Linked DNA regions of Mus musculus: all the other regions are linked to region 2. A link is a contact called in public HiChIP or PLAC-seq data. All regions are on one chromosome and are shown on one strand. The core of a region is the stretch at or near the end of the contact, and the rest is flanking DNA. Distances in the headings are between cores, read along the strand shown. Region 1 overlaps Acvr1 (activin A receptor, type 1). Region 2 has its middle 11 kb from the start of Gm46743. Region 3 has its middle 23 kb from the start of Acvr1.

Evidence for each region. HiChIP or PLAC-seq counts read pairs in DNA pulled down with a chosen protein or histone mark.
Region 1: a FOXA1 HiChIP or PLAC-seq map of pancreatic cancer cells shows a contact between it and region 2. The contact joins two enhancer-like sites. A contact is called at or near these places in 2 of 115 datasets of contacts at active chromatin or transcription factors (astrocytes and pancreatic cancer cells) and 1 of 9 other capture datasets (embryonic stem cells).
Region 3: a FOXA1 HiChIP or PLAC-seq map of pancreatic cancer cells shows a contact between it and region 2. The contact joins two enhancer-like sites.

Annotation. Positions count from the first base shown.
Region 1 is chr2:58,544,515-58,548,192 of GRCm38.p6, forward strand. The region is part of intron 1 of Acvr1 (activin A receptor, type 1); the gene reads right to left. Among named protein-coding and RNA genes, the nearest start is that of Acvr1, 20 kb to the right of the region's middle. Within about 2 kb of position 1,992, at least 47 of the 459 cell types and tissues checked have an H3K27ac peak or open chromatin away from gene starts, as enhancers often do. A contact at or near this core is called in pancreatic cancer cells, where this site is marked.
Region 2 is chr2:59,429,867-59,434,062 of GRCm38.p6, forward strand. No RefSeq gene overlaps it. Among named protein-coding and RNA genes, the nearest start is that of Gm46743, 11 kb to the left of the region's middle. Within about 2 kb of position 2,120, at least 26 of the 459 cell types and tissues checked have an H3K27ac peak or open chromatin away from gene starts, as enhancers often do. A contact at or near this core is called in pancreatic cancer cells, where this site is marked.
Region 3 is chr2:58,588,032-58,592,172 of GRCm38.p6, forward strand. It overlaps a transcript of Upp2 not described here. Among named protein-coding and RNA genes, the nearest start is that of Acvr1, 23 kb to the left of the region's middle. Within about 2 kb of position 1,815, at least 64 of the 459 cell types and tissues checked have an H3K27ac peak or open chromatin away from gene starts, as enhancers often do. A contact at or near this core is called in pancreatic cancer cells, where this site is marked.

The DNA.
Region 1 (3,678 bases), core at 742-3,241, 890 kb before region 2:
ACAGAAATAGTTCCTAATCTTTCAACTGCATGCAGCTCAGAGCGTGTGACGGCATCCCAGGCCGTCCTGCCATCTGTTATCTGACCACCGATGCAGCAGTTACCACGGAGGTTCTGTTCAGGCAGCCCTCACATTTGATGGTGGCCTCAAACCTCTGGAATAGGGACTGTCGATTTGGGTGGCTGAGAGAAGCCATGAAGTCCTTGCTTCCTTGACATCTTTCTACAGAGACCAGGCCCATCTATCTACAAGTATCAATCCTCCTGCCTCAACCTCAACACACTACAGGTGTGTCCCACTATGCCTGCTATAGACAAAATTCTATAAGAAGCCATCCTCAAAGCTGGTGCTAGTGATCATTCCAAGATTCAAATCTAATCAAGTCTCTTTCCTGCCTCCAACTCCCCAGTAGGTACAACGTTTGAGAATGACGCCTGAATTGTTTGTCCAACAGTAAGTAGTCTTGGTAAAGGAATCCCCTCCTCGTCTCTCCAGCTCAGAGTCATTAGGGCACACACACCGTAAGCTACTGTTTAACTAAACTATCTGAAGTTGCCACAGTCCGCCATGTTTTCTCCCTGTGCCCTCTACCGCTGTGCGGAATGTTCTCCGTGCTGAAGTACCCTTCCTTACATCAGCGGACAACCTTGCCATCTAAAGTCTTAATACCTTAAGGTAAAGGTATTAAGGACCCTGTCAGGACCCTGCCTACATACTCTCCCAAAAGTGAGTAGGTATTGCTCTCTTGCATCCCTCTGCACACAGCACACCTCCTGCACTGGTCAAACTGTACCCAGCCACCTATTCATGTGGCTCTCTCACTAAGCCCAAAACTCTCCTACAGCCAGGAACAGCACTTCTAGGCCTTGTGTCATTAGCACGGAACCTGAAACATAGTATTCAAAGACAAAGGAAAAGTTAAAAAGTTAAAAACCCTGAATCAAACAGACCAGAAAATAAAGAGGGAACCATTCTGTATTAACATTTCATTCTAACCAGGCATTGGCTCACACCTTTAATCCCAGCAGGTGGGAAGCAGAGGCAGGTGGATGTCTGTGAGTTCAAGGCCAGCCTGGTCTACAAAGCCAGTTCTAGGATAGACTGTTATACATAGAAAAACCCTATCTCAACAAAGAAAAAGAGAAAAAAAAATCATTGTACTTTCAAACACTTATTCATTATCTCCCCCTGATTTTACACACAAATATTTGATAACTGTTTGAATCTATATCAAAAGGAAACATTATTGCCAGGTGTGGTGACACACAACTTGAATCCCAATACTAGGGAGACAGAGGCAGGAGGAGCTCTGTCATCCCAAAGCCAGCCTGATGTACATAGCACATTCCAAGTCAGGATGAGCTACAAACAAATAAAAATAAAGTTAAAAATAAAAATAGCAGAATTCATCAAGGGGGCAACGGCCAGCACAGGGAGAGCAATGACTCCGTCATGGGATGAGTGCACGTCAAGTACAGTGAAAGTGTCTTCATCCACAGAACAAACGCTATACTCTCCCAGCACAATAGATGGAACCAGCCCCTCTTAATGGCTCATCACAAGGGAGAACACTATCCCAGTCAGAATCAAAACTGGGATTTTGAGGTTTTAAACCAACCATAGCCTGTTCCGTAAGTAAGCTCGCATGCACCCCCAATCATCAGACGTGCCAACCTTAGAGCCAGGCACTGGGAAGGCTGAGGCAGGACTAGCTCAGGTTCCAAGCCGAGGTGGGGAACTTCGTGAGTTCTAGGCCAGTTTGAGCTCCAGTATGAAAACAGTGAGATAAAATGCTAGTCCCTGTGGAATCAGAGCTGGGGTGGAGGACTGTGGGTAGTTTGGGGGGGACCTCTTCCCCTTCACACCGCAACAAGCACCACCTTCTGAGTTGTCCTTGCAGGGCCCGTGATCTTCCTGCAGGAGGGTGGCTGAACCAAGCGGAGAGAAATAACTTTATAGTCTGTCTGACTCATAGTTTGCCCTTTGCTCCTCCCAAAAGAAATAAGCTCTTAATGGTCCATCGTTTGATGACCAAGCACTAACTCATCCTCCTCGATCCCCTTGGTGACTAACTCGTTCCTTCCTTCATCATGAAACCGTCTAAAACTTTAATATAAACACAAGAAAATGAGTCTAATTTTTATGACTTCTCCTCAACCCAGGATATCCTAAGAAATAATAATAATAATAATAAACCTGCAATGCAAACTGAATTACACAAGAGAGACTACACTCTCCCAGCCCTTAGTAGAAGCAGAGAAGATATTATAGGCTTTTGTCATCCTGTGGCTGTAATTAAGATTGGAAAACAGCCTACAGTATTCCCCTCTAAGAGGGTGGATTGAATCCCTACGACCATCCTCAGGCCCCACTGGTGTGCTCGCCTGAAAGTTCCTCTGCATATTTCCTGCTTCCCCAGGGATGTTTTCCTACTTTCAACTGCTTACTGCTCAGTCAAAACCCCTCCTCTCAAATCCAAGCTTCTGTCTCTTGTTCTGACTTACAGGTTCCATTTCTCTATTCTCTCCTCTTTTCCCTTCTCCAGATCCCAATATTATAAACTCAATGACTCACTGGGAAAACACAAATAAAAAATAAAAACTTGACAGCGGTTCACCATGATTAAAAAGGGGAAAACGGACTGCAACAACAACCCGCCTCCATTCTCAACACCTATTCCCTGGGTGTCCATGACCTGCTCAGGAAGCGCTTACTGAACACTGTAGGCTTTGATGGTCAGTTAGATCCCAGGCTCAGTTGGGGGTGGGGGGAGGGAGGGGTGTTCACTCATTTCTGTGCTTGTCTTTGCTCCACACCTCAGGAGAGGCTCTCTCTCCTATGTGGGCAGCCTCTACCAAAAGGAACACACACACTCTCATTTATGATGGCTTGACTGAATGATTTTTTTTTCCCCTTACAATAGGTTGAAACATATGTGCATTTAATGAATCCTATATAACCCACACTTGGAAATGGGAATCTGGAGCCAGTGGGTAAAAGCGCTTACCTCGATGGTAAGGCTGGTAATCTGGGTTTTATCTCTGAGATCCACGTTACGGGGGAAAGCGACAATTGACTCCACAGAGTTACCTTCTGACCTCCTCATGCCTGCCAGGGCATGCACACACCCACCCAGATCTAACACACACAAAATGATACTTCTTTTAACATGAGGCCAGGTATGGTAGTGCACAATTTTAATCCAGCCCTTGAAAGACTTGAATGGCAGAGGCAGGCTGATTTCTGTGTGTTCAAGGCCAGCCTGGTCAACAAAGAGCTACATAATGAGGCCCAGTCTCAAAAAAAAAAAAAAAAAGTAACATTAAAAAAAGAAAAGAAGAAAAAGCCAGACAGGATGGCACAGGCCTTTAATCCTAGCAGTCAGGAGGCAGAGGTAGGCAGGTCTTGGTGAATTTGAGGCCATCCTGGTCTACAAGCTCCAAGACAGCCAAGACTACACAGAGAGAAAATGACCCTACCTAGAAAGAAAGAAAGAAAATAAATAAAAAAGGAAGGGAGGGAGGGAAGGAAGAGGAGGAGGACAAATGAAAAAGAGAAAGAAAAGAAAAAGATGCAAAACTGGGAGATTAGTGAGGTGGCTCAGTAGGTAAGGGCACAAATACTTCAATCCCTGAAACCTGTGCTTGAAAGAGAAACCCAACTCCTGAGCCTAGAAAA
Region 2 (4,196 bases), core at 870-3,369:
TTGTTGTTTTTAAAGCTACCATAGATTATTTGTTACTCAAGACTAATCTTGTTTGTCAACAATTTCCTGGCATGTGTTACCTTAGTGCATCAGATTTCTCTCATACCATCGATGATCAAATTAATAATCTGCAGGGCCAGAATGATGGCTCAGTGGTTGAAAGCACTGGATTCTAGAGGACCCAGGTTCAACTCCCAGTACCCACATGTAGGCTCACAACCATCTGTAACTCCTGTTCCAGGGGATCTGACTCCATATATGAAGGCAAAACACACCCAAAATATAAATCCTTCTAAAAAAATTAATGATCTGTGTAAAGAGATAAAATCTCTCAAGCGACCTTTGAATGGCCTTCATGGTTACAGCAGCTTTCCTCTGTCCTTGGTTAGTTATTCTTATATGCTTGTCTATACTGTTTAGTCTAGCCATGCAAACAATATATTCAACCCTGGCTTCTACTACAGCCACAGATTTCTCTTTGAGAAATAAAGATGGGGCAAGACATAGGAGGCACAGAGGTCCTGGTGCTCGTGGATTAGCACTAGAGGAACCAGACGTATTCAACACACAGGGTTGTCTCTGCAAGAGGAGAGATGTATATTCTGTGTTTGACCCAGAAAACTAGGAGCAGACATGGTTAATATCCAGGTGACGCGTGTGCTATGTGTGTGGCTGAGACCACACCAGACCCTCCTCCTCCAAGCACTTATCATGAGCTTGTTCTATAGAAACTATCTTTATGGAAAGTATCAGAAGTGCTTTATAAACAGCTTCAATGTGGCCATGTCTTAAGCTTTACTGTGCACATAGGATTAAATTAATTATCACCAGAAAAAAAAATGCTTAAATATCACCCCACCCAAATTACACAGGGTTTGAACCAACACCGATGACTTGGTCTTATTGAACCAAACTGCCGTCTTGCCTCTCCCAGATCATTATTCTCCTGTCTGTGGCAGATGCAGAGACACACCCAGAGCAGTGAAGGGTGTGTGCCTGGGTGGTGTATTCTAATGGCATGTGCAACCTCTGTTCTTCTACCCTCACCCGGGTGTCAGTAAGGAGTCTGGGGAGAGCGCACCTCCCACCCTGCCCCCAGTTCATTGGATCTCCCAAACCAGTCAGAACGTTCACTTAATGCAGGGGCCCTTCAAGCCATCTTCTTGGAGACCTCACACATATAAGCAGCCATCAGTATGGATTTGGAAACCCCTCCATCACACTCTACGTGTGGCAGATTTATTTAATGGGCCTTAATTTTTATTATATGTCAAAAATTTGCTTTCCAGGGCCCTTGGGTAGAGTCATAGCAGTAGCTGCTGCTTTGGTCTGTTTTTCTTGTGCCTGATACTGCCTGGATCTGACTCTCAGGAGACTCTGGAAGTTTCTAGCACTTCCCTCATTTTTCAGACGAAGGAGCAGCCACTCAGAAAGGCTTAATGCTCTATCACCGAGATTATTGCTAGCAGATGGTAGATTCTAAACGTTAACTCCAGTATTCTGCTGTTGTGGATTCTCCTTAACCATGAGGCCTCAACTCAAATGGAAAGGATTGCCAGTTGCCTGACCCCACTCCCCCATTCATGTTCTCTGAATACTCTCCCGGAGGAACCAATTTCACTCCAGCAAGCAAAGACGGTCTTTCTCAGGCTTGCTTTCGTCTAAGCTCACTCTGCAAAGCAGAAGCTGTAGACAGTGTCTTCTGGGAAGGCTGACTAAAAGAATACTTGCAAGCCCCTGTTGGTCTTTTTCTCTTGCCTCCTGCCTAAAGCTTGGAGGTTTAGGTACCATCTTGGACCACAAGGTGTCCTCAGAAATGCTACTTCATGGATAAGAATCAACAAAGCTGAAAGGTAGACACCTAGGCTCCTCGGGTTCGTAAACAGCATGCCAACCCTTGGACTGTTATTCCAGATGTAACTTTAGCCTTTCATAGCATCTAAGCCACTTGTGGCCTCCTGGTCTCTGCAGATGGTGCCAGTGCTAACATGCACCATGCTTATTTTGAGTTGTGTTTCTTGGATTTGACTCTTACGTGCTTGTCTTATCCATGTTTAATTTCCTCCTTTCAGCCCCATTTCCCTTCCACACCCCATTCCCGAGGGATGAATGTTCTCTGCCACAGTGACCTTTTCCACACTCCCCTGGCCTCTCCCTTTCTGGATCAGACACGACCAGGAGCACAGACCTGAACTCTGTGTTCCTTATGGCAACGTTCCAAACAGCGTTAGGAATGTCTCAAACAACAGTTGTTCAGACAGAGCCATGGCTTGGTGTAAAAGGCACCAATCTACCAGAAGAGTAAGGAAGTGGACCTGAGTCTCCATCCTCAGGCTACAAGGTGGGGAGCTGGAGAGCCGCAGGTGATATAAGATCCCTGCCTTAGCCGTCATGGCTTTCCTGCTTCAGGAGGAGCAGATGGCATCGTAATGGCCTGTGACTATTGTCTATTTCTTTAAGCACCATGCAAGAAGAGCTCAGCTCCCCCTTTGAGGCTACAGTGTGCACTGAGTTGGAGAATGGCTCTGCTGATACATTCCTACATATATCCTCTCCTTTAGAAATTTTGCTTCTTTGTTTCCTCCTTCCTGTGCAGAAGGACATGAAGGGGGATGCACAACCCTCTGTTTTTGAGGTGAGGTGAAGAGTGTGGTGACTGGCTAGTGCCACACTGCCGCTCACTCTATGAAGAAAGCAGTAAGGCAAATTGTATCTTGGATATTCTAAGTTTCTGGGCTAATATCCGCTTATCAGTGAGTGTTTATCATGTGTGTTCTTTTGTGATTGGGTTACCTCTCTCAAGATGGTGGCCCAGAAGCTCAGAATACCCAAGATACAATTTGCAAAACACATGAAGCTCAAGAAGAAGGAAGACCAAAGTGTGGATACTTCGCTCCTTCTTAGAATGGGGAACAAAGTACCCATGGAAGGAGTTACAGAGACAAAGTTTGGAGCTAAGACAGAAGGAAAGACCATCCAGAGATTGCCCCACCTGAGGATCCATCCCATATACAACCACCAAACATAGACACTATTGCATATGCCAGAAAGATTTTACTGACAGGACCCTGATATAGCTCTCTCTTGTGAGGCTAGTCCAATGCCTGGCAAATACAGAAGTGGATGCTCACAATCATCTATTGGTTGGAACACAGGGCCCCTAATGAAGGAGCTAGAGAAAGTACCCAAGGAGCTAAAGGGGTCTGCAACCCTATAGGAGGAACAACGATACGAACTAACCAGTACCCCCCAGAGCTGTGTCTCTAGTTGCATATGTAGCAGAGGATGGCCTAGTCAGCCATCAATGGGAGGAGAGGCCCTTGGTCTTGGGAAGATCATAAGCCCCAGTACAGGGGAATGCCAGGGCCAGGAAGCAGGAGTGGGTGGTTTGGGGAGCAGGGCGGGGGGAGGAAGAGACTATAGGGGGCATTGGGGATAGCATTTGAAATGTAAATGAAGAAAATATCTAATAAAAAATCATGAAGATGAAAAAAAAAAAGAAAGAAAGCAGTAAGGCAGATCGTTTCTGGACTCAAATACCAGAAGGTGTGGGGAAGTAGGGTGGACTTGCGTGCTGTAGGAGTCCTCAGGTGACATTTAGAGTTCTGTCTGCCACCACAGATATTTATCTGCTATGACTTGTTCCCCTAATTAGTAGTTCTCATAACATTTTTATTTATTTTTATGTGCATGTGAATCATATGTGTGCAGTGTTCAAGGAGGCCAGAAGAGGGCATTAGAGCCTCTGGGACTGGCATTACAGATGGTTGTGAGCCGCCATGTGAGCGCTTGGAACTGACTCTTGGTCTTGTGGAAGAACAGCAAGTGCTCTTAATCACTGACTCATTTCTCCAGCCCTCTTTAACTAGTAATTCTTGAGACTTTACATTTGCTTAATGCAAATGTCTGTATTGGTGTTGTATTTAACATAAACAGTTATAGGTTCCACATTATGTCTGCTAGTCATGTGCTTTTGTGTAGCAGCGGCATCCTATCCTGCCAGTCACCTAGGAAGCAATGCTGGCTCCAAAAAGTAGAATATTGCAGCTAGTTAGATTTAAAAGTGTGTGTGTGTGTGTGTGTGTGTGTGTGTGTGTGTGTGTGTGTGTGTGTGCATGTGTGTGTTGTATATATGTGAGTTGCATATATGTAGTATAACTTGCCATTAGTACTTGCCCAGGTCACAAGGCAGTCTA
Region 3 (4,141 bases), core at 565-3,064, 840 kb before region 2:
TAATAATAAATAATTTAAATTTAAATTTATTCCTTAAAAATGAAAGGGCCAATGATTCTTTCTTTTGGAGCGTGGGGTCACCATGGTCTTGCTATAGCCCAGGCTAGCCCCAAACTGGTGACCCTCTCGCTCCTGCTTGAGGAACGTTGGGATTACAGGTATGCACTTCGACATCTAGCTTGAAGTGTAAGTTTTAAACCACTGGTCTCAAGGAATGGGACAATGAACGTGCTGGTGAATCCCGCTCTCCCTACCTTCCTTCCTTTACTACAAACAACCAGGCCTGAGAACACAGAGACAAAGAGGCTGGAGTCTGACAGGCGGCTCTTCTGTTCCCTAGAACCTCTGTTCTCTTGTTTTGCTTAGTTTAGGGCGTATTATAAGCAGCCTCCTAGTTCACAGGAGACGTTAGCTTCATTGCAGTTTGTCTGAAGAAGATGGCTAAGCATCCTGGTATGCCCAACATGGTTATTAATAGTGCCTCCCCAAGGCCCCCAGTCCATGTGCTAGCACGGATGGTAAATGACATCCTTGTTCTAGGCCTAGAGGAACCTTAATGAGTATGCACAGGGCGGGAGCAAGGATAGGCAGAACTTGTTATGTGTACTGTTCTGCACAGGGAAGAGAAGTCTAAATACCACTGGCAACAACCAGAAGCTGCTCTGGGCTAAAGTGACATAGGAATGACCGGAGACAATTCTACTCCTTCAATGTATTTCATAAATGGAAATCAAGAATTGGGGGCATGGAAACCTTGGGAGATAAAGACTGATTAATGTCCGTTCTCTCACTAACGACAATGACAGCAGCGAAAAACATGGTCCTGGCACCTACATGATCATTTTCCTTATGTCTGCTACTGCCTGTCATCTTGGAGAAGCTATTCAGAATCGTTGAATCTCGCTTTACCCACAAGTGAGTAAGACTTGATAGCTCCCAGCTGGAATCGCTACAATCCAGAGACGGAGGCAGAAATATCCTGGGTTCAAGGTCAGCCTGTGTTATATTTCACCCCATAGTGAGACCTTGTCTCAAAAGCAAGTTAGAGCTGCTTCTTTTAGTCATAGGGAGTTGAAATACGAATATGAAAAATTTAGCAGTGTGGCCAGGTGCTCAGTAATGGCACGCATGATGGTTCTGTCCATGGTTCAAGATCAAATGAGTTTGAAACAGTGGAGGCCATGTGGAAACCGAGGCAAAGGAAAGAGCGCTCTCTCTCTCTCATCTCTCCTCTCTCTCTCATCTCTCCTCTCTCTCTCTCTCTCTCTCTCTCTCTCTCTCTCTCTCTCTCTCTCTCTCTCTCTCCCCTCTCTCCACCCTCTTTTCTAGATTCTAGATCTAAAGCTCCCTCTCCCATCTGTCTCCTGTACTCAGAAAACTCAACATCACAAACTGTTTTGTAAATGGAAAAGAAAACAGAAGACCCAGAGGGCCAAGGAATGATTAAGCCTGATCAGGAAAGGCAGAGGCCCAGTCTGAGGTGACAAAACTGAAAGAGAAAGAGAGGGCAAGGAAAAGGTGTTGAGGGAGGGAGGGGTAAATAAGAGGCCAAGCTGTGCCCTCTAGTAGGAACCTGTCTAGTTTGAGGCCCGGTGGCTTCCCCAAAGGTCTTGCAAGTGTTCTGAGGTGGGGGAAGGAAAGTCTTAAGGAAAGAACAGTGCTGTTCATGTAGCTGCTCCCTCTCGGCATCCAGACTGCTGTTTGGGTGGGCGGGATGAAGAAATACTATTCTGTTAAAGTGAAGAGCTTTGAAGTGGAGACAAACACAATCTGGTAGTATTACAGAGGCAGTACTCACCCCGATGACTCACTCTCTGGCTCCCACACAGCAGAGATGAGAGGTAACATTAGTGACCTTGAAGATGTTGGCCAAGTATACAGAAGCCCGGAGACTCAATTTTTCAGATGAGTGTGTGTGGTGTGGTGTGTATGGTGTATGTATTTGTGTGTATGTGTGTGTGTGTGTGTGAGAGAGAGAGAGAGAGAGATGTGTCTGGTGTATGTGTATGGTGTCTGTGCATGGAGTGTGTACAGTATGTATGTGCATGGTATCTATATGTAAGCTACGTATATAGTGTGTATTATGGTGTGTATATGTATGGTGTGTGTATGTATGGTGTGTGTGTGTGTAGTGTATGTGTATTGTGTGTATATGTATGGTGTGTGTATGTGTATGGTGTATGTGTAGTGTGTAGAGTATGTGTGTGTATGGTATGTGAAGTATATGTGTGTATGGTGTGTGTGTATTGTATATGTGTGTGGGGTATGTGTGTGTGTGGTGAGTGTGTCTGGAATGTGTGTTTGTGTATGGTGTGTGCATAGTGTTTATGGTGTGTGTGTGTATGTATATGGTATGTGTGCATATGGTGTGGATGTGTGGGTATGTGGGTGAGTGTGGGTGGTGTGTGGGTGGTGTGTGGGTGGTGTGTGGGTGTGGAGAGTGAGAGAGACTTGGAGAGTAGGGAAAGCCATGTAAGAGAAATAGGACTCCACAGTGAGCAATTCTTAATAGCGAGCACAATATCCTATTAATATGGAAACAGCTGACTCAACTGAGTGACAGGAACACTGAATTTACCATTATGAGCAGGTCTGTGCTCAAAGCACCGAGAAGGCAGTTGGGTGTGGGAACATTTAAGAGAACCCTTCCTAGCTAAGAGGTAAGTATGGAAACAGTCCCTTTACCCGAGTACACGTTTCTTCCAACATTTCCATTCATCAGTATGGCATGAATACACTTTGCTGGGAGTAACTATACCCTTGTTCCAAGCCACATATAGATAGAGACAAGATTCAAGCAGATGCAGTCACCAGACCTTTGACAACATGCCATAGAAAGCAGACAGTAATAAAAGGGCATACGGGGACCTGCAGATGTGCAGCAGCTGTACAACGGCCGCCACTCAGGGCCTGAAACCAGCTGGCCCCTGTGTGCTACTGAAATGTTTTAGACATGGAATCCAGCCAGTTTTAGGTTGATATATATATATATATATATATATATATATATATATACATATATGTATATATATATATATACACACACACATATACATATATATATATTAAGAGTTGTGCATGCAAACCTCAAAGAAAAAAATAAAAAGCAAACTGGGAAATCATTCGAAGCTGATTAGGAAAAGAGGACTTGGAGAGCTGTGGGTGAAGAGGTTCAGGGATAGGGTTAGAGCAGCTGCCAAGAGCAGAGTAGAGGTAGACTGGAGACCCCCAGGCCCACTCAGTCTATTCCTCATGGAAGCATTCAAGGCTTTTATAGTTGTGTTTCAGATTCTTTTTGTCCCTCAGTGTCTTTACCATATTGAAAGCACTAATTTTTTTTTATGGATACACACTATACTTATAGCAAGTGAGGTGTGGTCTGCTTAGAATACATGACTATAATTAAAACCAGCACACAAACAAGAGGTCTCTAAAATTTTATTTTATGTTGGGTTTTTTTTTTTTCCCTTGCTCAAGATGTTGTAAGGAAGAGGCTTTGTTCCAAGAAAAGCTGTCTTTTCCAGTTGTGGAGAACTGGAAGGTAGGAGGTGCTCACACTCTGGTGCCATTGGTGCTTGTCTTTGGTTTGTAGCCATTCAGCCCTGTTCTCCCTCATTAGCCTGCTGTGGATACCGCTCACACAGGCACCCAACATCGCTGTAACCACGTTCACATTTAACCAACCCTAAACCCAATCCCAAGTCGGCAAATACTAGATTTGGCTTGTTCCAGGAAGCTACCTCTAAAAGAATTAATTGGAGCCATAGATCCCTTGTGTTAACTACTGTCACAAGTATGTTTATTTATGTGTGTGGGTAGTGGGAGGGGGGGCAGTTTAAGAGGTTCTGTCTACAAGATGGTTTTGGCTACAAGTAAAAGGGTATACATATTTCTCTCTCTCTCTCTTTCTCTCTCTCTCTCTCTCTCTCCCTCCCTCTCTCTCTCATACACACACACTAACATATATATGCACAATCACACACAAAGACACACACATGTACATACACATGCACAAACATGAACACACACACACACACACATACACATGCCTGCCTAGAATTTGATGAGTCTGAAATTCAGGCAGTTTAACTAAACACATATTGACCACACTGGCCATGTGCCATGCCAAGAGTCCTGTGGC